Regions from separate parts of the Mus musculus genome. Here all the other regions are linked to region 3. A link is a contact called in public Hi-C data. All regions are on one chromosome and are shown on one strand. Each heading gives the region's core, a stretch centred on a gene start, on an enhancer-like site or on the middle of the called end of the contact. The rest is flanking DNA. Distances are from core to core; before and after follow the strand shown.

Region 1 (3,553 bases), core at 469-2,968, 520 kb before region 3:
CACTGTTTAGCCTCGTCTTGCTTCAAACAAATCCTTCTGCCTCAGCATTCTGTGAGCTGGGCTTACAGGTGTGTATGTACCAGTAGGCCCAGCTGTGCAAAGATCATTATTTGATTGTTGCCAGCTCAAACAATTAAGTATTTTACTAATTAGTAGAAATGAGAATTTTACAATGATCAATTTTTCTGATGGTGATGGGGGCAATGTTGGCTTTTCACATCCATTTATTTATTTATTTCAAAAACTATTTAACTATCTACTTTCAGTGAATCATTGAAATGCTTTTAGTTTTTATGAGAAAAGCAAAGCCTAAGTTGACACTGTGTGATGCTCTATCCCCCCTGCTCTCTGCCTGAGGGCATTTTCACTGGTCTGGAGGTGGTTTGAGTGTGTTCCGCCACATTTCCCTGTTGGTGCTGATGAGTTGTAGACACAGAACAGTATGTACCTCCCTAGCTTTCTCTCATGTTACTAACTCACATGAGTAAGGTTTGCTTATTGGAGCTCAGAAATTGACATGGGGAAGCATGACTATTGTGACTACAAATTTTGTTCTTATTCACTAGTGCATTTTGTGCAATAGGATTCAATTAGGAATTTTCTTCTGTACTTTCTCCTCATGTCTTTAACTTAGTACAGACTTTTCCCATGTTTTATGACCTTTATACATGAAAAGTGCCTTGTTTCAAGGCCTGGCACATCATAGAATCTACTGATTATTGTTTGCTTAATGCTTTCTCATGATTAGATGAGTTGTCTATTTTTGAGTAAAAGATTTTTTTTTTTTATTGTTTCATGTCAGTGAGTCTATGGGTTCAATGAGACCTATGACTGGTGGTATTAACCTTAGGGGTGACCATGTTTGCTTTGTTTTATTTTATAGTAAAGTGAAAGACTCTTGTACTGTTAACATTTTGACACCTTTGCAAATTATGGGCTAGTGTTCATACTGACTCATAATGGAGAGCCAAGACTCAGAAGCACATGGCTTCCCAACATCAAAAGCACATGGCTTGCCAACCTTAATAGAGTATATGATTCATATCTAAAAAGCATGTTGAAGCTTTGTGCTTATGGCCTCAATCCTGAGCCCATTTGATGGATGAGATCAATTTTAGTCTTGAGTTTGTGTGCACCTACTTAGTAAATAACACAGGGACTGGAGTCTGGTAAAAAAAACAAAAAACAAAAAACAAAAAACAAAAAACAAAAAAAAAAGAGTCTCCAGTGGAAAGGCATATAGTAGAGAATATAAGAAGTAGTGAAAGGCATCTCTCTTTCACACTGACTTCTGCAACTATCAACTCCTTGGTATTTATGGCTTAATGGATGTCCACCATTCATCCCATGGAACAGGAAGACATGATGGAGGGTGATGGAGAGAATGCTGTTTGGACAAGGGCATAGAAATTTCTTTATTCAGGGTCCCCAGATAAAATGGATAAAAGAGGTTTTCACAATGCTTTAAGTATCTTTATGCATTGAGCCTTCATAATGTTGTTGAACTTTTCCTACTTGGTGCTGTTTTCCAAGGATGCACAGAGGCTTGGCAAGAAGAAAGAGTAGCGATTAGAGCTAGATCAATAACATGGTTTCAAGCCACAAAAGGCCTCAGGGTAAAAACCCAAGTCTCAAGCACGATGCTATCTGCATCTGTGGGTTGACTGCCTCTTCGTCTCTACCCCTTGGTCTTGTTTGCTTTCCTCATCTTTTCATGTGGCATGGAACAATTTTGTAACCATGACAATTTGCCATCACAATGCCTTGCAGGCTTTTGGTCCTAAGGTGTACAATGAGAGAAACTATGTCTGAATTGTGAGAACAATTATAAAATTTATCTCTTCATCTTCAACAGATGCTGTGCTCTGCTTGTAGGCTGGGACGGGGCAGGCAGTAGAGAGTTGGAGATGTGTTGTCCAGTGTAACAGCCACTGTTGCCATTGCTCTTCTCGAGTCCTTGAAACCTGGCTAGTGCTACGTGTTTAAAGGATGATATTTTGGATATATTTTTGAAGTAAAATTTTAACATTTTTAAAAGTTACTAGAGATTTCAAAATCATGGGTATGGCTTGTGCTCTGTGTCTGTTGAACAGTGTTTGGTCCGAGCCTGGGGAGAATTACAGAGAACAGGAAAGTGACCTGTGTTCTTATTCTGAGTTCTAATAATATTGGCATTGGAAGGGAAAGCTCCAACAGTCATAATTTTCATTAAAAATATTCTGATTTAGGAGAATTGGCTGCTTTCATATTATTGCTTGGACTGGAGAAGAATCTGGCATTTGGTATTTTCATAATTGAGAACATAACTTGCTGACTTAAAAAAAAATCACAACATTTTGTGCTTGGCCACAGGATCAGATTTTGGCTTTTTGAAAGAAGAGACTGAGACTTTTCTCTTGCTAATATCCTCGGCACTGCCCAGAAGTCCACACATGCATTCAAGGTATCCAGCTGGGTTGTTGATAAACTAAAATACTTTGAAAAGGAGAATATTTTGTGAAGCTACCCCATATTTGCTGGGAAAGAGAAGGTAACTCATTTTTCAAAAGACAGCTACCAAAAATAAAGAACATAGATGCAAGTGTTTCTTTACTTCTTGATTTAATTACTATTCTCATCAGGTGTCCCTGTCAACCCAGCTCCTGATAAAGAGTCTTTCAAAATACAGAGCCTCCCACCCCTCCGTGGGAAGGAGAAAGAAAAGGATGCTGCGTGCACATGTAAGCTCTCACCTCTGCTCAGACGTTCTATCTAAAGCCTCCAGTCTAGATTATCCTCGGTTCTCCCGTGTTGTGAGCCTTTCATGTACCTATCTGTCGGAGGATGTAGGGCAATAGTGGAAGAACCAGCTTCATCTCAGACGAAACCGATGTTTCGATGGCTGGCCTCGAACTCAGAAATCCACCTGTCTCTGCCTCCCAAGTGCTGGGATTAAAGGCGTGCGCCACCACCATCCGGCTGTTATTTTATTTTTATTATACTTTATAATGAGCCAAGTGTTCTCTGGATTAGAGATTCTCAACTTTTCATTATGTACCTCTTTATCATGTAGTGTGCAGCCTAGAACTTGGTGAGGGACCAAGTTTTCTGTAATATAATTTTTTGTCAGTGAATTCAAGAGTTGTGATTCAGCTAAGGGTACCCTGAAACCAGACACAGTGTGGTCTTGTTCAGAGGCCATCCCTCCAGGATCTACCTTAGCTGCCTGGCTCTATAAGTCTACTCATGCACAGCCTCACTTTCAGTAGTATCTGAAGCCTTGATTCTCCTGTAGAACAGAGTGGAAGATGCTGGCATTCCTGTGAGCTGCAATGCTCAGACCCTCGTTTGCTTCTAGGACCTGCTATTTGCTGTGTGTCGTGTCCCTACGGGCAAACTGCTCTTTGCCACTGAGCATTCGTTTCTTCCTCTGAGTTGGCCAGTATCTTTTTTCTTGCGAAAGTGTTGCCATTCCTTAAGTTGTAAAGGATATCTGTCTCATGCTGATACATGCAATCTATAAACACTAAATTAATAGATTTTTTTCACATATGTTTGATTTTGCTGGTCATAG
Region 2 (3,648 bases), core at 995-3,494, 540 kb before region 3:
TTCTTCTTGTGACTGCTCCCACTCCTTCAGTGGCAATTCTTTTCCTCCTCCAAACCTAAAAGCACATGGTCTGAATTAGCGTCCTAGTGGCTCACTTCCATCTGCATCTGCTGCTCTGCTTCAGTAGATGAGTTCTCATGGCTACACCCCAGACAGTATGATGATCTTGGAATGGTGTACCTTTGTGGGTACAGCCCTGTGTGGGCTTGAGACTGAGGATTATATCTTCTTCGTGGGAAAGATGATGGTCAATGTGTCTTAGGGTTCCTGCTGCTGCCGTCAAAGATCATGACCACAAAGCAAGTTGGGAAAGGGAAGGATTTATTTGATTTACACTTCCTTCCTTCCTTCCTTCCTTCCTTCCTTCCTTCATCACTGAAGGAAGTCAGGACAGGAAATCAAACAGGGTAGGGACCTGGAGGCAGGAGCTAATGAAGAGGCCATAGATGGGTGCCACATACTAGATTGCTTACCCTGCTTGCCTAGCTCGTAGAACCCAGGACTGCCAGTCCAGGGATGGCACCATCCACATCGGGCTGGGTCCTCCGGATCAGTCACTGATTAAGAAGAGTCTTACAGCTGGACCTTATGGAGGCATCTTCTCCATTGAAATTTCCCTCTTTCAGATACTTCATTTGTGTGTCAGGTTGGCATGAAATTAGCCAGCACAAAATATAAGAGACCTGGCACATAAGATCTCAGTAAATGTTTGTTAACTTGGCTGAATGGAAGAGGGCTGGAAAGGATGATTTGGAAATGAATGGACTTAGTCATTGATAATTCAGGAGGTCTCAGTCCTGTCGACATTGGACTTACATTAGATTTAGAATGTCTGTGTGACCTCAGAGTGACAGAGGACAGAAACTTGGAAGAGGTGATTTGCAGGGAGCATTTAAAGAACAAATTCCAGAAACTGGCTGCACGTGAGAAGGTGAGGGGTTGGGATGGGGACAGGAAAGGATGTGGGAAGGCCATGCCAGGCTATCCAGGAGCAAGAGCAACAGTGGAAGCATGGAGGTATGAGGCAGTGATCATTCAGTGTGTGTTAGAGCAGGAGACATACTGAGAGTCCTGCATCTCACCAACAGTTGGCCACCAATCCTCATTCAAGTTCCATTTGCTGTTCTTTCTCTGTTCTTTTGTACTTACTGTAAACCAGTTAAAGCTGATGCAGATGCCAGGCAGAGAGGCACTGTAGAGAGGTCTTTAAGTCTTTCAGCTCAGTGGGCTTGCCAACATGGCAACCATTTGACGTTCTCCCAGGCATTCCCTCCACATTAAGGGGCTACATCTGTCCATCCTGCAGCCTGGAAGATAAGGGAGTATGCACTCCAAGTAGTCAGATGAGTCTCAAGGTTTGGAGTAAGGGACTGCCTTGCATTTGCCCTTCTACACAATCAAGTAACTCATGCCCCTTCCCTTCCTGTGGAGAACAGAGGGATCCCAATAGAAAGGGAAAGGCAGAGGGTAGGAGATGCTCTGATATTGCTTGGCTTCTTGCCCTCCTCACTCTCCAATGTCAATACAGTTCTTTAGGAGAAAAACAAAAAAACAACAGCAGTCTGGAACAGGAGGACAGGGCCAGTTTAGAAGTGAGGAAACTGGGGTGGTTTATCTGAGCAGAGACTGATGTCATTTGCTCTGTAATTTAGGCTGGCAAATCTATTGATGCAACCTCAAACGAAGGACACACTTAGATTGCTGAGACTTGAGCAAACAAATGTTATGTAACGATGTCAAGGTCTGTGGTGCAAGGATTAACCCCCAAGCAGAAATAAACACTCCTCTGTGCCAAAGGTGGGACGTAAGTCTTCAGTATCAAATCTGGGTCTCCCTCCCAAGTATCTTCTTAGAGTCTGTCATGGGGTAAGAAATCCAAGGAGAGGAGGCACTCTTTCCTTGGTACAGTGGGTGAGAGTATTTAAGAGAGTCCATGTTTGGAAGCTTGAGGGAAGCAGAGGGGCTTCTCCCATTAGAAACTGAGTAAAATGATGGTTTACATGGCGAATCATAAATTGCTTATAGAAAACCCAGGAGTGCCTATTCGATTCTCAAAATGTTAGCCAGTGGTTGATCCATTCTCTGTTTCTACATCGTTTGGGTGTAGACTACAATATTAGCATTTCGAAATTCTTCTTAGGTAATTCTGAAAATGTCCTGATTTTGAATTCACACTGAGTTACATAGTGCTTAATGTGTCTGAATGAGAAAGACACTCTGAGGGCGTGAGAAGGAGGAGAAGGCCGCAAAGGTCATGGGGAGGGTGTGGTCCCAGCTGGAGAGGAAGCTAGAGCAGGAACAGGGGAAGCAAGGAGGCTCTGCATCCCGACCAGACCTGCTGCTCTCTCACCCCTCTGCCCAGTGGCACACACGTTCGTGTGAGTGTGTGTGTATGTGTGTGTGTGTGTGTGTGTGAGACACACACCATGGCAGGAGACTGAGGACATAAGGACACTTGGCCTTAAGAGTGGTCCTGAGGCTCTTTCCATAGGCGTCAGTGTTTCCTTTATGAACCCACTGTTTCTTCTGACCTCAAGCCCTCAGCAAACTGCATGTCTCTGTACAATAAAGTAGGCCTTACATCTCAGGGACACCTTAGATTTTTGTCAGAATCAATTAATTCTTTATCAAAAAGTGCAGACCTGACAGATAGTGAGTTTAGGTGCTTTGGAAGCCATTGTCCCTGCCCTGGCACAGGACCCTCTCTGGTCTCTTTGTGCACACCATGTAGAGGTCTCATTGTAATTTGCAATGCCATTTTTCTTATTTGAAAACTGTAGAATTTCTCTTTCTTAGTGGGGAGCACAGCCTCAGTAAACTCTAATGAAAAAAATCTGTCAGGTAAAGGGGCAGGATCGCAGCACAGTCAGGCTCAGTGGCTCACACAGAGAGAGCAGCCAGACTGCAGGCGTCTGAAGTCCTCTGTGCTGAGGAGCTGACTGGCTCTCCCTTGGTGGTACCTTGGTCTTTAAGGGCTTTGGAATCTCTGTAACTGACATCCTTTCTAGATCATAGAATCTGTGCCTATGCTGGACATCCTCATTGGGGCTCATAGGACTCTTATGACAATAATAGGCCTTGTGAGTTCTTGACAAGAGCAACAGTCAGACCTCCTGAACAGCTTCTGTAGGGATGGGGTGTAAGGGGCCCAGGAGGGTGATTGATAGTGTGCAGGTTTCTGTTTTGAAGCAGAGTTGTTAGAACTTTAAGGAGAGAAGGGAATCAACGTTTTGGTGTCCTTTTAGAAAAAACAAACAAACAAACAAACAAGCAAAAAAAAATTCCTCCATGTCTGAGCAAAGTGAATGGACTTCGTACTCCAGAGGGAAGCAGGAAACAGAGTCAGGGCCCTCTCTGTCCCGCTGAGCTGTTGTACACTGCTCCATTACAGGTGGCAGTCAGCAGCAGCTTCTCTGTGAGTGGGTCACGTGACTCAGTCCTCGGGTGTTCTCTGCAAGCATTCCTTCCTCTTTGCTGTTTTAAACAACTTTGATTTTTGGCAAAGTGAGATCAACCCATCTTGGCAATTATGTTGCCTAGGCTTCTTTCAGAAAATTGACACAGGAGTACACCTGGACGCCAGTCCACCCAAAAGAAAAAGCTACACGTTATGTTCATTTGCTTTTGTTCTGTTTCCTGTACATGATA
Region 3 (3,554 bases), core at 148-2,647:
AGACGCTGACAGGGAAGGAAGTTTTGCCCCCTCTGTAGTTCCTCACAGGGCATTGTGCTGACAGAGCCGTAACAGATTGACTCATACAGAACACTAGGGAAAATGGGCATGATTGCCAGTTCCTAGGCCTGGAACTGGCTTCAGCTGGTTTACTGGTGGGATTCAGGGATGGGAGGTGCAACGGGTAGGTGCCACACTCAGGAAAGAGGGGTATTCTAGAAGGAGGGGTGTTCTTCCGTGCCAGAGGTTCAGGATGGGAGACGTTAAGCTCCAGTCTGGGCAGGCAGAGGAAGGGGCTGGCAGGACCCCATGCTTCTCTTTAGCTTCACACTGACTTCCCGCTCTCACAGACACGTCTCAAAACTCTGTCTCAGCCTCCGTTTCTCCAGCTGTAAATTGCAAAGACCCTACTTTTCAACATTTTGAGAAAGGCCTAGTACCCTCTCTCATCTACTCTGCGAGACTACTAAGGAGTGGTGAAGTTGTTCCAATAGTCGCTTGGTTTCTGCCCTGAGCTCAAGTTCTTTTAAGCCAGTTCTGGAATCCTTTGGGTGGTGGAGCGCACAAGGATTCCTGTGTGTCAGTAAGTGAGCGTACGTGACAGAGGGCTTTTAAATGAATCACTTTGTATATAGCAGGGCCGCACCTGCTCCTCAGACTCTGAAGGCAGTGCGAGCAACAAGATCATTCAAAAGCGCCGCTTTCCATTCAGGTCTATAATTAGCCAGCAGGCTGTTCACCCCTGGAGCTGCTGGGACGGGCCTGGGGCAGCCTGGAGGGGCGGAGCCGAGCCCCTAGGCCCGCCCCTTGGATTCCTCCTCCCGCTGTCCTGTCGGGTCTCCGGTTGTTCTCCCCACCCCCATCTGCGTTCTGGACCGTGCCGGGCTCTACGGGGCAGGATTCCTGGAGGACAGGGCCTGTCCACCCTCCTTTCGGGCTCCCTCTCCAGCTAAGAAGCCCCTCGAGGGATGCGACTCCCCTGGAGCAGCTGTATTTAGAGTGGCATCCTCTTCCCCGCCAGCCGGCTTCTGCGTCCCGCTCTCGGGGCTACCGCCCGCTCACCCCGCCCAGCTCTCCGGGCCCCTCCCAGCCGCCTCTCCCTCTTTGTCGCATTACATAGTAATCTGAGATGCATTGGATGGGCTCCAGGGAACAGAATGTACTTGGCAGAGGCGCGGGGCTTGATGTCTGCAAAATGTCGGAAACTCAGCCAAGAGCTGCTAACTGGGTCATTAACCTCCAAAAGCGAAGCGAGGGCTGTAGGCCCTCTCTGCCTCCCTTCATCTCGCCAATAAAAGTGCCTCAGTGTGAAGGAAAGAAAAAGCCCAAGGTTGGCTGCTTTGATTTCTAGGCACTGAAGGCAGACCGGTCTCCTCCCCCTGCCCGCGCCCCAGCTCCTCCCGGCTGCCTTTCTGTTCGGAACCAAGAGTTTACAAGTGGCCTTTCAAAGGCCCAGCAGCCCTGCAGGGCCAAGCTGCAGCATCTGTGAAGATGTTACCCTCCGCCCTTCCCAACCGCACAGCCTCAGACCCATTTTCTCCCCCCTGGGTTGCGAGGGAGGGGTAAGTTTGGAGGTGGGGCGAAGAAGAAAGTTCTAGTTTAGTCCTTCGGCACTATTCTGCTCCTCCCCCTTTCTGCTTGCTACTCCTCTTCCTTCTACCCTTCCCCTCCTTCCTGCTGGAAAGCTTACGGTGCTCCATATACAAAGCCTGGCTGATGAGCTCCTGGCAGCAGCTGTCAATCCTTTCTCTGCCTGTTAACTGTTACCTGTTCTCAACCTACCTCACCAGTTGGTCTTAAGGACCAAAGGAGAAAGTCCCTCTTTGATCCTGTGACCTTCAGGTCTCTAAAAGCCTAAGGTCTCTAAAGTCCAAAGGAACTCCGGACTTGTAAGTCCTGGAAAGTAAGCAGAGAAAGAGTCTCCCAAAGGCGAAATATCAAAAAGGGAGAGCCACTAAAATCCACCCCCTTCAGATTTCTGGCCATGTTGGACTGCCAAAAAGGTACTTCCTGTGATCATCCAAACCCATTTCTCCGTGGCTAGAGACTCAGGGAGAATTTGGTAGTGAAACCCGGAAGTGGTGTCTTCCTCAGATGAGAGTCCTTGATGGAGAGAGAAGACCACTTGCCCAGCAGAGACAAAGCAAACCCGGGGAGGGGAGAATTGACTTGGCGAATCATACTTAGAAACAGATGTCAGCTTGTCTACACAGTAGGCCAAACCCAGCCCGGGGTGCCCATGTCATTCTTGCCGCGGTCTATGGCAGGCATATCCGATTGACCCTGCCTTTCCCTGAGCATCCCACAGAGGCTAGTTTCTGGGCTTGATGACCTCTGCCTGACTTCCTACTGCCATGCCTCAGTTCCTCTGTAGCCATCAAATCTCAACTTGGGTGCCCCCACCTCTCTTGCTGCCTTCTTTCAGTTTTTCTGAGAGATTTACTAATGTCCTCCAGATAACCAGTCCCTTTGTGCCTGTGTTAAGTCTCTTGTATGGGATATAAGTTATTATATAGTTATTGCTCCATGGGTAGAACTCATTCCTTGTCAATATCAACACCGATGGCAAAGGCCACCCAGCACCCACCCTTCTTGATTTGCCTTCTCTTTGTTTAGGTAGGCCTTCTATCTATCTATCTATCTATCTATCTATCTATCTATCTATCTATCTATCTATCTATCTAATATTACATATATTTTATAATAATTACATATAATTTATAGACAGGGATTATCTGTGTAGCCCTGGCTGTCCTGGAACTCGCTCTGTAGACCAGGCTGGCTTTTGACTCAGGGATCTGCCTGCCTCTGCCATCTTAGTGACGGGATTAAAGGTGTGTGCCACCACAGCCTGGAGTCCTGAATAGCTTCCTTCATCACGCTAAAATGTCTGGCTTGGGTTGCATTTTATGTAGTCACCTTACTGAGGGCCTTTATGTGAGTGTCTGGCTTGGTAAAAGTCATAGCTTGCCTTGAGGGCTGTCCTGGGGCTGGCCAACCCTTCTGTTCTCACCAGTCTTCTGGAGGCAGGCTTCCATATACTCTCTTCTTCCTCCCTTGAGATAGCCTCAGGGCAGGAAAAGCCGCATTTTCTTTTTGACAAGTTTTCCCGGGATTTCTTAATACTCTGATTCCACAAGAAGTAGCTCACCACAGCTCTTCTTATGCTTCTCAGCACCTACACAGAAAAACTGTCACTAGGTGTTATAAAAGAGGCCTTAGACTCCAGAGAAGCGCACCGCCTGTTTGGGGACGAGTCCCCACTTCCCACCTTAACTGGATGTTTGGCCTTGCCCGATATTTTTCACTGTGCACATCTTCAGAATTCTCACTACAAGTTTCCCAAGAAGCCCACATTTTGGGAAGCTCAGAGCTCCTAGGAAAATATAAAAACATTTCAAGTTCCTTTCAGAACGTAGAAAAGACCAAGTCCCTTACTGTTCGCATCACAATAAAGAACTTAATCAAAAGTGAGCCAGTGCAAGAAGCATGAAGCTGCAGAAGATATTAAAGGTTTGGAAATAACAGCAAGCAGGACGGCTGGCCTTGTGAAT

Evidence for each region. Hi-C and Micro-C count contacts between places; a contact is called where the count stands out from the background.
Region 1: a contact with region 3 is called in a Hi-C map of CD8 T cells, with 4 times the contacts expected there. The contact joins the enhancer-like site here to the promoter of A230028O05Rik in region 3. A contact is called at or near these places in 1 of 15 datasets of contacts at CTCF or cohesin (large pre-B cells), 7 of 484 Hi-C or Micro-C datasets (B cells, CD8 T cells, Th1 cells and 4 more), 8 of 115 datasets of contacts at active chromatin or transcription factors (astrocytes, bone marrow-derived macrophages, craniofacial prominence and 3 more) and 1 of 9 other capture datasets (embryonic stem cells).
Region 2: a contact with region 3 is called in a Hi-C map of liver, with 5 times the contacts expected there. The contact joins the enhancer-like site here to the promoter of A230028O05Rik in region 3. A contact is called at or near these places in 1 of 39 promoter capture datasets (the C10 cell line), 1 of 15 datasets of contacts at CTCF or cohesin (large pre-B cells), 29 of 484 Hi-C or Micro-C datasets (the 3T3-L1 cell line, the AML12 cell line, B cells and 21 more), 21 of 115 datasets of contacts at active chromatin or transcription factors (the NIH/3T3 cell line, Th17 cells, acute myeloid leukemia and 15 more) and 1 of 9 other capture datasets (embryonic stem cells).

The regions. Positions count from the first base shown.
Region 1 is chr16:24,537,498-24,541,050 of GRCm38.p6, forward strand. The region is part of intron 3 of Lpp (LIM domain containing preferred translocation partner in lipoma); the gene reads left to right. Among named protein-coding and RNA genes, the nearest start is that of Gm24440, 130 kb to the left of the region's middle. Within about 2 kb of position 1,719, at least 19 of the 459 cell types and tissues checked have an H3K27ac peak or open chromatin away from gene starts, as enhancers often do. A contact at or near this core is called in CD8 T cells, where this site is marked.
Region 2 is chr16:24,515,572-24,519,219 of GRCm38.p6, forward strand. All of the region lies in intron 3 of Lpp (LIM domain containing preferred translocation partner in lipoma), which reads left to right. Among named protein-coding and RNA genes, the nearest start is that of Gm24440, 110 kb to the left of the region's middle. Within about 2 kb of position 2,245, at least 40 of the 459 cell types and tissues checked have an H3K27ac peak or open chromatin away from gene starts, as enhancers often do. A contact at or near this core is called in Th1 cells, Th17 cells, fibro-adipogenic progenitors and 2 more, where this site is marked.
Region 3 is chr16:25,058,242-25,061,795 of GRCm38.p6, forward strand. A230028O05Rik (RIKEN cDNA A230028O05 gene) reads left to right here and starts at 1,398. Exons shown (of 3, transcript NR_040374.1): 1 at 1,398-1,562.